Linked DNA regions of Sus scrofa: regions 2 and 3 are each linked to region 1. Evidence: chromatin contacts called from public HiChIP or PLAC-seq data. All regions are on one chromosome and are shown on one strand. Each heading gives the region's core, a stretch centred on a gene start, on an enhancer-like site or on the middle of the called end of the contact. The rest is flanking DNA. Distances are from core to core; before and after follow the strand shown. Region 1 holds the start of VAPA (vesicle-associated membrane protein-associated protein A). Region 2 overlaps RAB31 (ras-related protein Rab-31). Region 3 overlaps RAB31 (ras-related protein Rab-31).

Evidence for each region. HiChIP or PLAC-seq counts read pairs in DNA pulled down with a chosen protein or histone mark.
Region 2: a contact with region 1 is called in an H3K27ac HiChIP or PLAC-seq map of skeletal muscle. The contact joins the enhancer-like site here to the promoter of VAPA in region 1. A contact is called at or near these places in 1 of 5 promoter capture datasets (liver), 6 of 47 Hi-C or Micro-C datasets (alveolar macrophages, epiblast stem cells, fetal skeletal muscle and 3 more) and 2 of 2 datasets of contacts at active chromatin or transcription factors (alveolar macrophages and skeletal muscle).
Region 3: a contact with region 1 is called in an H3K27ac HiChIP or PLAC-seq map of skeletal muscle. The contact joins the enhancer-like site here to the promoter of VAPA in region 1. A contact is called at or near these places in 1 of 5 promoter capture datasets (liver), 7 of 47 Hi-C or Micro-C datasets (embryonic fibroblasts, heart right ventricle, retroperitoneal adipose tissue and 2 more) and 2 of 2 datasets of contacts at active chromatin or transcription factors (alveolar macrophages and skeletal muscle).

What each region holds. Positions count from the first base shown.
Region 1 is chr6:98,252,643-98,255,887 of Sscrofa11.1, forward strand. It overlaps VAPA (vesicle-associated membrane protein-associated protein A), which reads right to left and starts at 1,630. Exons shown (of 7, transcript XM_021096053.1): 1 at 1,311-1,630. The coding sequence starts at 1,389.
Region 2 is chr6:98,358,139-98,361,383 of Sscrofa11.1, forward strand. All of the region lies in intron 1 of RAB31 (ras-related protein Rab-31), which reads right to left. Among named protein-coding and RNA genes, the nearest start is that of RAB31, 26 kb to the right of the region's middle. Within about 2 kb of position 1,508, at least 17 of the 83 cell types and tissues checked have an H3K27ac peak or open chromatin away from gene starts, as enhancers often do. A contact at or near this core is called in alveolar macrophages, retroperitoneal adipose tissue and skeletal muscle, where this site is marked.
Region 3 is chr6:98,333,309-98,336,553 of Sscrofa11.1, forward strand. All of the region lies in intron 3 of RAB31 (ras-related protein Rab-31), which reads right to left. Among named protein-coding and RNA genes, the nearest start is that of RAB31, 51 kb to the right of the region's middle. Within about 2 kb of position 1,578, at least 12 of the 83 cell types and tissues checked have an H3K27ac peak or open chromatin away from gene starts, as enhancers often do. A contact at or near this core is called in alveolar macrophages, embryonic fibroblasts, retroperitoneal adipose tissue and 1 more, where this site is marked.

The DNA.
Region 1 (3,245 bases), core at 380-2,879:
TTCCCCATCAAACTACAAACTATGGATCTTTTCTCCACCTTGCTTAGCTGATACCTCTGGAATAAATTACTCCTTGTTGAGTATCTTAAACATAGACATGTCACCAAGCTTTTAATAGTGTTTACTAAACAACGTGTCCCTATAAATTCCTCAATGAAAAACTTTTTTAAAAAGTCAATTGATGTCCAAACTTTAAAAGGCCTTGTGAATTACTTTCATCCATAACACAAGAACAACCTGTTCTATATCATAGCCAATAATTCTTCAATATCTTAACTAGGTTAAATATATTTTACGTCACTGTGTAGAGTCTACGATTGTTTTTTTAACTTACTTCTCTGTTACTAATAGTCTCTTACTATGAAAACATTACAACTGTGAAAGTGTCAAACTCTAGGAATATTTCCTGAACTAAAACTCATGTTAAAGGCGTCTAAGCTCCTAGCGGCAATACACACAGGTTATCCAGGAGAAGAAACTTCCTCTGTAAACTCCGCCTGCCAAAAAATCAAAGCAAAATACTTAAATTCTCGAAAGAACACATACCACACACTAAACTCCTCCATCCTAAGTTAACAGTTATTTGAGTTGGGTCATTTCATGATTCCCCAAAGGTGTGTTTTCTTTATCAGCGAAAACCATGTAAAATCAGGCTGCACACACAAACTTGCCACAATAAAATGTACTTTATTCCTCTCAAAATACTTCGTGGGGTTGTCTTAAGATCAATTCCTTACCTAACAAGCAGCTCCCTGACATTTCCATTCAAAGAAATTTGAAGACACTGAAGAGCTTGCAAAATAAGGCAGTTACACAACACGGCTGTCAAAACCCCAGAACGCAACACTTTAGAATTCCTGACTACCCCAAACGTCTCCCAAGGAAAACCACCTAATGGCTGTTCTCCAGGACGCAACCCTGCAGGGCAGTAAGGCTGCTCTTTCAAGCCCTGGAACGGCCACACCTGCATGATCCCTGCGCTAGTCCTCGGTGCGGGAACTCAAGTCCCAGATACACTGTCCCGCAGGCGGGGTTCGCTTCCCGGGGGAACCGCTCAGAGCCGCCCCCTCCAGCCCGCCCGCGCCCCGCCCCGCCCCGCCGCGCCCCGCCCCGCCCCGCCCGACCCAGCTCGGCCGGGCCCAGCGCCACCGCCGCACCGAGGCGCCCGCGGGCCGCAAGATGGCGGCGGCCTCGCCGGGCGGGGGGCGGGGGCGCGCGCACCCGCGCGGGAGGGGCCGTGGCGGCGGGGGAGGGGGAAGGGGCCCCGGGCGCGGCCGCCACCCTGCCCGCCCGCCTGCCCGCCAGCCCACCTTTGAATTTGAGGTCTGTGGGCGGGTCGAGGACCAGGATCTGCTCGTGCTTCGCCATGGCCCCGGAGGCGGACGCCATCGGAGAGACAGCGGAGAGCGGGGGCGCGCCCGCGGCGGCCGGTCGGTGGCTGCGGGCGGGGGGCGGCGGCGCGGCTCGGCCCGGGTCGACGCGGGGCCAGCGCTCGGCTCCCGAACCCGACGCCCACCGCTGTGTCGCCGGCTCGGAGGGCCGCCCGCCGGTCCGCAGCTCCGGGTCTCACAACTGACTCAACCCCACACCAGCCGCCGCGGCCGCGCGCACTGCGATCCTCGGCGCCCCACGTGACGCTCCTGCGTGCTTACGTGCGCGCCCCTGCGGCCGGGAACGTCTCGCGCAGGGCCTGCCCTCCACGCCGGCTTGGCGCGCCGCGGACTGCTGCGCTTGCGCGCCACTGGCCGGGCCAAGCTGGACGCCCGGCCCGGCTGTCAAGGGAGCGGGTGTGGACCTGGGCGGAGCTCGGCTCCAGGGCACCGATGCGGCGCGCACCGCAGGGCAGCAGAGCGCAATCCTCGGTCACGTTTAACTGCGATTACGACAGCGAGGAACCTGCTACTGCAGTGCATCACTACCTACCAAGTTGGAATGCCTAACAGCAGAAGGCGCAGCAAGGCTCGTTGACTACAACTCCCAGCACGCTCCGCGCGGGGCAAGTCTCCGCGCGGCCTGGTCCCCCTGCGGCGCTGTACAGTGCTTGCCGGGAATTGTAGTAGCTGCTGTGGGTGGCGGGAAGGAGAGGGGTCCTTTAAAGGCAAAGGGGATGGGGTGCGCTAAGACTCACTTTGGTTCTCGGAGAGCGTCTCCATCTGCGCTAAAAAAAGAGAAGTAAGAACTTTTGGAGCTCGACCCAAGGTTCACCTGGTTAGAAATATAAACTATGCCTTATGAAAAACATGTGGGGATCTATCATTTTGCTAATTCTCTTCATCCCTTCCTCGGTAGCCAGAATTCCCAGTCGTTTTCCAGTCCGAACTCTCCTGCCTCCTCAATTCTCTCCAGTGATGCGAAAGCCGAGGAAGAAACACACCTCCTTTAAAAAGCAGACGCGTCGTTGTGGATCTGACGAGGCACACGTATCAAACTGGAAATAAAAGTCAAAATCTGCAGCGTTCGTTGCTGTAGTTCTGTTCTTCAGTTTTGACTGGTAATGATAAGCCCAAACCAAAACAGTGGTCACGTTCACAGGTTGGAAACGAATTCTGTCTGCATCATTACGGAAGACTGGTAAACCGAACCAAAGGGGGAAAAAACCCACAGCCAAGTTGCTGACCCATCTTTAACCGATTGCCAGCGTAATCATGGGCAGGAACATGAAATGTGCCATAAGTAAATCGTTATGCTACTGCGAATTTAAATCCCTAGGAAGCACCACAGAACAAAGGACAAATTGATGCTGCCATGAAGGAGCAGCCCAGTCTGTCTAGAAAGCAAATGAGGCAAATGGGACGATGGCCTAGGCTAGGCACAGTGTTAATGTTTTCACTGCGGTCCAGGTATCAGCGCCCCTCTAGGAAGAGCTTTGCAGAACAGCTAACCTAGCATCACACTAGCCTCTGTTACAGGAGGGTAATGCATCTCCGAAACTTTGGAGGATAGAAGCACTGAAATATTCAAAAATCATGTGTAAATTTACATCTCCTTTGGTTACCTTTTATCCACAAAGTTACTTTGAAATTTCAATTATAAAGAATACAAAAATTACCCGTTTATCAAAGGAGGGCTTAAGGTTAAAAAAACAAACAACAAAAAGAGACATTGAAATTGACAGTAGCTCCACAAGATATTGTCCCTCATATGTTTAGTTTCGAGGTGTATCCAGATTGTTTTTTTTTCTTGCCTAAGAACTCTTATCTGTGGGAAAGTTAGCCTGGCTGGACTGGCTCCTCTACAGCCAGATG
Region 2 (3,245 bases), core at 258-2,757, 110 kb after region 1:
GGAGGGACTGGAGGACCAGGCCGCCCTCCACGGCTCCTTCACGTCCGGTGGACGTGACTCCATCCGCTTCCTAAGATGGTAAGGCCGTCGCAGCCCCTCGCCCAGCCTCCCGGTTTTGCAAGAGAGGAAGCTGCCAGGCGTCCTGCTGGCTAGAGAGGCAGAATCTAATTTTTGAAATTTTTAGACATCCTTAAAGGCTCTTACCAGATTCAACTTGCCAAATGTAAATTTCACCTTAAAAAAAAAAAAAAAGTCTATTTCTAGGACCCGCAAGGGGTACTTCTTTTACTACCACTTTCCAGCCTGACCTTCCACAGGGGAGTCACATGTCCTAAAAACACATTTGCCAGGTTCTGCCCCAAATGAAAGGAGGCATATTTCCAACTAGCAGGGAGGTGTGAGGAGAAAACCACCTCTGACCCCACCAACCAGGGGTCAGACCCGTGTAATCCTCTGGGGTGTCGGTCAGCGTTTCCTGTCTTGCCATTTGTGAGGCTGACACCAGGGCTGTGCTGGGGCCAAGCTCCTTCCAGGGAAATGGCTCCCTCTGACGTTCCTCCCCAGAGGTTACTGCTATTTGGGGCGAACAATACCATTCTCCGAGGAGCACCGCTTACTCCACACACTGCTCTGTGAACAGTCACGGTTACTGATCACACGTTAATCTGGAATAACGGAGTCACCAAGCCACAAACTTTCAGCTGCTGCCATGTGAATCGCTGGGCATCACTTAATTCACTCCTGGACTATAGCAGCAGACTGCAAGTGGGGGTTCCACTGCTCAAGAGAGAGAACGGTAGGAATTCTACCGGAAACGAATCCCACTGGGAACCATGAGGTTGGGTATTTGAACCCTGGCCTCGCTCAGTAGGTTAAGGATCTGGCATTGCCGTGAGTTGTGGTGTAGATCGCAGACACAGCTCCAATCCCCTGTTGCTGTGGCGGTGGTGTAGGCCAGCAGCTGTAGCTCCACTTGGACCCCTAGCCTGAGAACCTCCATATGCCACAGGTGTGTCCCTAAAAAAAAAAAAAAAGAGAGAGAGAGAGAATGGTAAACCCCAGGCAGCTATGTCCCTACCATGTGACCTGCACCAGGGGAAGACATCAGAGGTCATCTCAGGACATGGTACTGGAGGAACCTAACTGGGCTCATAAAACTAGGAGATACTAAGCACGTGCTATTTTAAACTGCTAAGGTTTTTCATTGAGCCATCATTGTCATTCAAAATTATATGAGTTTTAGGTGGACAGCACACTGATTTTAAGTCACCAGATTTGGGGGCAACTTGTTACCCAGCAGGGGGTAACAAATACAGATGAGTGAGCAACATCTATCAAGCACAAAGCTGAACCAATGTTATGTAATTCATGCGGCAAGCTGGTGAAGTGAGGCTACCCTGCTCCTTTTGAAGGGAGGAAATTCAAGCTGAGGACAAGTCAGAAATGTGAGAGGTCAGCCCTCCATGGATGATGAGGGCAAAGTTGTGCAAGACCCACACAGCCCCGCCCTGAGAGCAGCGATTCTGAACATTCCCCAGGAGCCCATGCGGGGGCGGGAAAGGACAGACACTGCGGGATTTAATGCCAAAGCCTGGTCAGAGTAAGGTAAGCAGCGAGGGTAAAGCTGCAGTCAACAGGTGAAGTGATGGTGGCCAGAGAGCTACAGGGAAGGCAACCATTCGATCTTGGGAAAAACCTCTGGGGCAGATGCCATGGCATCCATGACCAGAAAGCAGAGTGCAGCAGCCACAGTGCGAGTTTCCCATCCCCTCACAGACACTGCAGAGCTGCCTTGAGTAGTCAGCTCCACAGCCCATTCCTTAAAGTGCTTCTTCATCTCCTTGGAAACATTCTCCTGCATCAGGTACCCTTTCCCTACACGGTGAGTCACAGGGATCTGGCGCCAGCGGTGGGCTCTTTGGGGTCCTCCCCACTTCCCACTCTGAGCACCTGGCGCCCTTAGGAACAGGACACAGGTTCTCCCCTCTGGACCAATCATGGCCAGGATGCTGTGCTGCTTGATGGAGTGAGAAAGGAAGTGGGGAGGACGCAGTGCCTGGGTATTTCCTTCTCTCTGGCTTTAGACAATCCTAACCTACCTCTGAGGACTGTTCTAAAGCCCCACTCGTGAAGCCATCCTGGGTCTCAGGAAAGTCTCAGATGAGAGGCAACAGTGGTTCCACAGTTACTGCTCTGACACCGCGGCAAATGTGTCACTGGAACGCCGGTCTTTCTCACCAAGCTTGCCGCGTGCAGCCAGGGCTCCTGGGCAGACACAGTCCTGGTAGGACCCCCAGCCCATAGATCACTCATGCCATCTCACCCTCCTTAGGATGGTCTGGCACTGCCACACCTGCCCTGGCATTCAAGTGGGAGGTGCAGCCACAAATGCCAAGAGCCCTGGGACTCAGAGGGGAGACGCTGCCCTCCAGCCTCCCCTCATCCATCAGCCTGGACTTTGTCCCACGGGCAGTAGAACTGACCCACTAGGGATGCAAATTTAAGAAGCCTGGGAGGAAACCAAACACTGGAACAGAGGCACTGAGGAGGCTGTTCTCTTGCCGGCTGCATTTTTCTTGAGCACCCACTATGTCCTGGCATTTTCAGAGATGACGAGGGCCAGTCTGTTGGAGCTAAGACTCCACATCAAGAGCTCAGCTGTACATCCCAACTATGATGCGCTTGCCAGCTGGCACGATCAGACCCTCAGTCAGGTGAATGAACACTCTCTGCTTCGCTGACCCCAAGCCGAGATCCAGTGGGATGTAGACAGTTACCTGCTGATTCTTAATCAAGACAGTAGATTACAGCAGATGGACATTCACCCTTCTCAACTGCAAACAGTCAATATACCTCAAGGTTTTTATAACCTGTGGATTCTAGACACTGTTCACGTCTTAGCCACCTGCCTGACTCGATTAAATTATAACAGCGTTTGACCCACAACACATGAGGAATCATCCTATACATGTTGATGGTCAGCTACCTCTGGCCCCAGACTCAATTCCCACATCATTGTCCAGTAAAGGGACTTGCACGAAGGGATGAAGTATGTCAGAGGGAAGGGGCTGGGTCCACAGACTGTGAGAAAAACCATCCCCGTAACTATCATGATGCTGTGACTTTCTTACGGTCTGGTTCCTTCAATCATCTGGCATTTCTGCAAGGGTCTCACAGACTCCACAAAACACACATAAAAGGCAGCTGTGGAAAAGTAATTTCCAACTGGAGGGAAATTACTACCA
Region 3 (3,245 bases), core at 328-2,827, 81 kb after region 1:
TGAAACCTCTCATGATTGAAAAAATAAGTCTGTGCACTCACTAGGAACAGGACTATAACAAGCCTCTTGAATCAATGGGTTTCAGAATCTCATTATCTTCAGCAGTACCACGGCACAAAGTCTGGTCATAGGCTAGATAATATTGCTGAAATAAAACTAAATCAGCTGCAAATAATACTATTTTGAAGATATATTCCTTCCTTCTTTCTTTTTTTTTTTTGAACGGCTGCACCCGCAGCAAATGGAGGTTCCCAGGCTAGGGGTCGAATCAGAGCTGCAGCTGCTGGCCTACACCACAGCCACAGCAACACCAGGTCCCAGCCACATCTGTGACCTATGCCGAAGCTTATGGCAACGTCACATCCTTAACCCACCGAGTAAGGCCAGGGATCAAACCTGAGTCCTCATGGACACTACTTGGGTTTGTAACCTACTGAACCACAATGGGAACCCCTAGATTCCTTCTTTTCAAACATACAATTTAGTCAAATACTCTAAATTTCAAATCTACCGGTGGTTTGGTTTGGTAAATTATAAGTATTAACTCCACAATATAAACTTGTTTATGGTTCTTTATGAATTTATTACAGGGGCCACATATAAACATGTAAAAGATTTAATACTTTATTCAATATTTTCTTTTTGATCACTCTGAGGTCAAGGTGGCATTTCCAAATCACAAGTAATCTCTGAAAGACAGTGTGAAATTCACTTGTCACTTTTAATTTGAAGGTTTAAGGTGTAGGTAACCTTCAATTCACTATAGATTTGAAACAATCCCTATTGAAATCCTAGCTGGATTTTTTTTGGTAAACATTTACAAGCCAGCCCTAACATTCATGGGGAAATGCGTGGGACTCAGAGCAGCCAAAACAATCTTGAAAAAGAAAAGGTGGGAAGACTCACGCTTCCTATTTCAAAGCTCACTGCAAAGCCACAGTAATCACGGCAACGTGGTGCTGGCATCAGGGAAAATTTTAGAACAAAGGAACAGGGCCAAGAGTCTGAAATTAAACCCTCACATGTGTGGCCAACTGATCTTCAATGAAGGTGCCACAACATCTAATTGGGCAAAGAATAGTCTTTTCAGCTGTGTTGGGACAACTGATTTTGTATGATACTGACGTACAAAGAAAGAAGTTGAATTCCTTTCTTACCAAGATACACAGGAAATAACCACACACGGATCATAGAACTAAATGAACTAAAGCCAGAAAACTCTTAGAAGAACATACACGAGTAGGTCTATGTGACCCTGAGTTAGGCAAAGACAATGTTGGCGAAAATGTGGAGAAACTAGACCCTTGTCCCTGGCGGGCAGGAATGTGAAATGGTGCGGCCACTTTGGCAAACAGCTTGGCAGGTCCTCAAAATGCTAAACTCAGAGCCACCATCTGACCCACAAGTTTCACCCCTAGATACACACCCGAGACGGAAAAAAGTGCATCCGCACAGAAACTTGTACATAAGTGTTCACAGCACCATGACTCATCAAAACCAAAAAGTGGAAACAACTCATCCATGGACAGATGAATGGATAAACAAATGCAGTCATCCACACAATGGGATATAAACCAGCCTCAAGAGGAAGGAAACTCTGACACAGCTTCTCAGATGAGCCTTGATGACACAGTGCTTGTGAAAGAAGCCAGGAACAAAACCACCGACTGCATGGTTCCGTTTACACTGAATGTCCAGATTGGACAAATCTATACAGTGAAATTAGCCTAGGGCTGGGGATCTAGGGAGAGGCTATTTTTTAGTATGTATATGTGTTCTCCAATGTCATCTTTAAAAAACATAGAACAATGAGCTTGATTTCAGGAGCCAATCCATCCAATTTCAGATGTGTCTGTAGAGCAGTGGAGAGTTTTTAATGCTAATAATGGAACCATCAATTTATCTTTGTGGATTTGGTGACTGTGGTTCACTTGAAACCAAAATTGTACAAATGCAACTGTTATGACTCAGGCAGTCCACTGGGAAAGACAGACAGCTCTAACACTGATTTCCACCAAATGAAACAAAAGAATAAAATGACATTAATGTTTTTCCATGTTAAGTTATTAAAATAATGCTGCTCTGATGCATCAGACCAAGAGAAGGAAGCCTAAGATTTTTCCAAGATGCTATTTTGTTTGTTTGTTTTTTGCTTTTTAAAGCCACACCCATAGCATATGGAAGTTTCCAGGCTAGGGGTCGAATCAGAGATGCAACTGCCGGCCTACACCACAGCCACAGCAACACTGGATCCGAGCCACATCTGTGACCTATACCACAGCTCAAGGCAATGTCAGATCCTTGATCCACTGAGTGAGGCCAGGGACCGAATCTGCACCCTCATGGATAGTATTTGGGTTTGTTCACTCTGAGCCACAAAGGGAACTCTGATGCTGACTGTTTTTGGCCTCACCCATAGCATACGGAAGTTCCTGGGCCAGGGATCAAACCTGTGCCATGGCAGTGACAATGCCAATCCTTAACCCACTGCACCACCAGGGAACTCCCTGAAACTGTGTGCTAAGGCAGGCATACATCTAGAAAGTGTAGGCCACATCTCACACTGTGATATTTAATAGCAATGAGGATATTCTGGTCCCTGGTTTAAGTAAAAAAAAAAACAAAGGAGGAATCAAAACTCAGGGAAGGATGATGTGTTGACACCTTGGGACTGAAGTCTCATTCCCCACCACCCCCGCGCCCCCCAAATCCTGATGATGGGGGATGGGAGGACAGAGCAGGCGGATAAATTCCATCCTCTCTCCCGGGCCCCATCCGAGCTGCGGCTCCTGAGAACATCCTTCCAGAGGTCCTGCTAATTGACTTCGGCCCCTCTGAAGCTCAACCTGAGCGGAAACCAGCAGGACAACCCCTGCAAAGAGGGCAGGACAGAAACCTACAGAGCCTGCACCAGCTCCAACCTCCAACGTGGGCTCCTTCCCTCTCCAAAGCCTTCTGGGAGCTGCAGAACAATGGCGCAAGGCTTGAAAATGGTAAGCTTTTAACTCTGGATTCAACAATCAACTGGAGGAGTTCCCACTGTGGAGTAATGGGATCAGTGGCAACCTGGGAGTGCTGGGACAGAGGTTCAATCCCAGGACCAGCACAGTGGGTTAAAGATCTGGAGTTGCCGAGACTGAGGTTGCAAGTGTGGCTCAGATCTGATCCCTGGCCCGAGAACTCCATATACCTTGGGGCATCAAAAAAAAAAAAAACAAAACAAAACAAAACAAAAAAAAAAACCA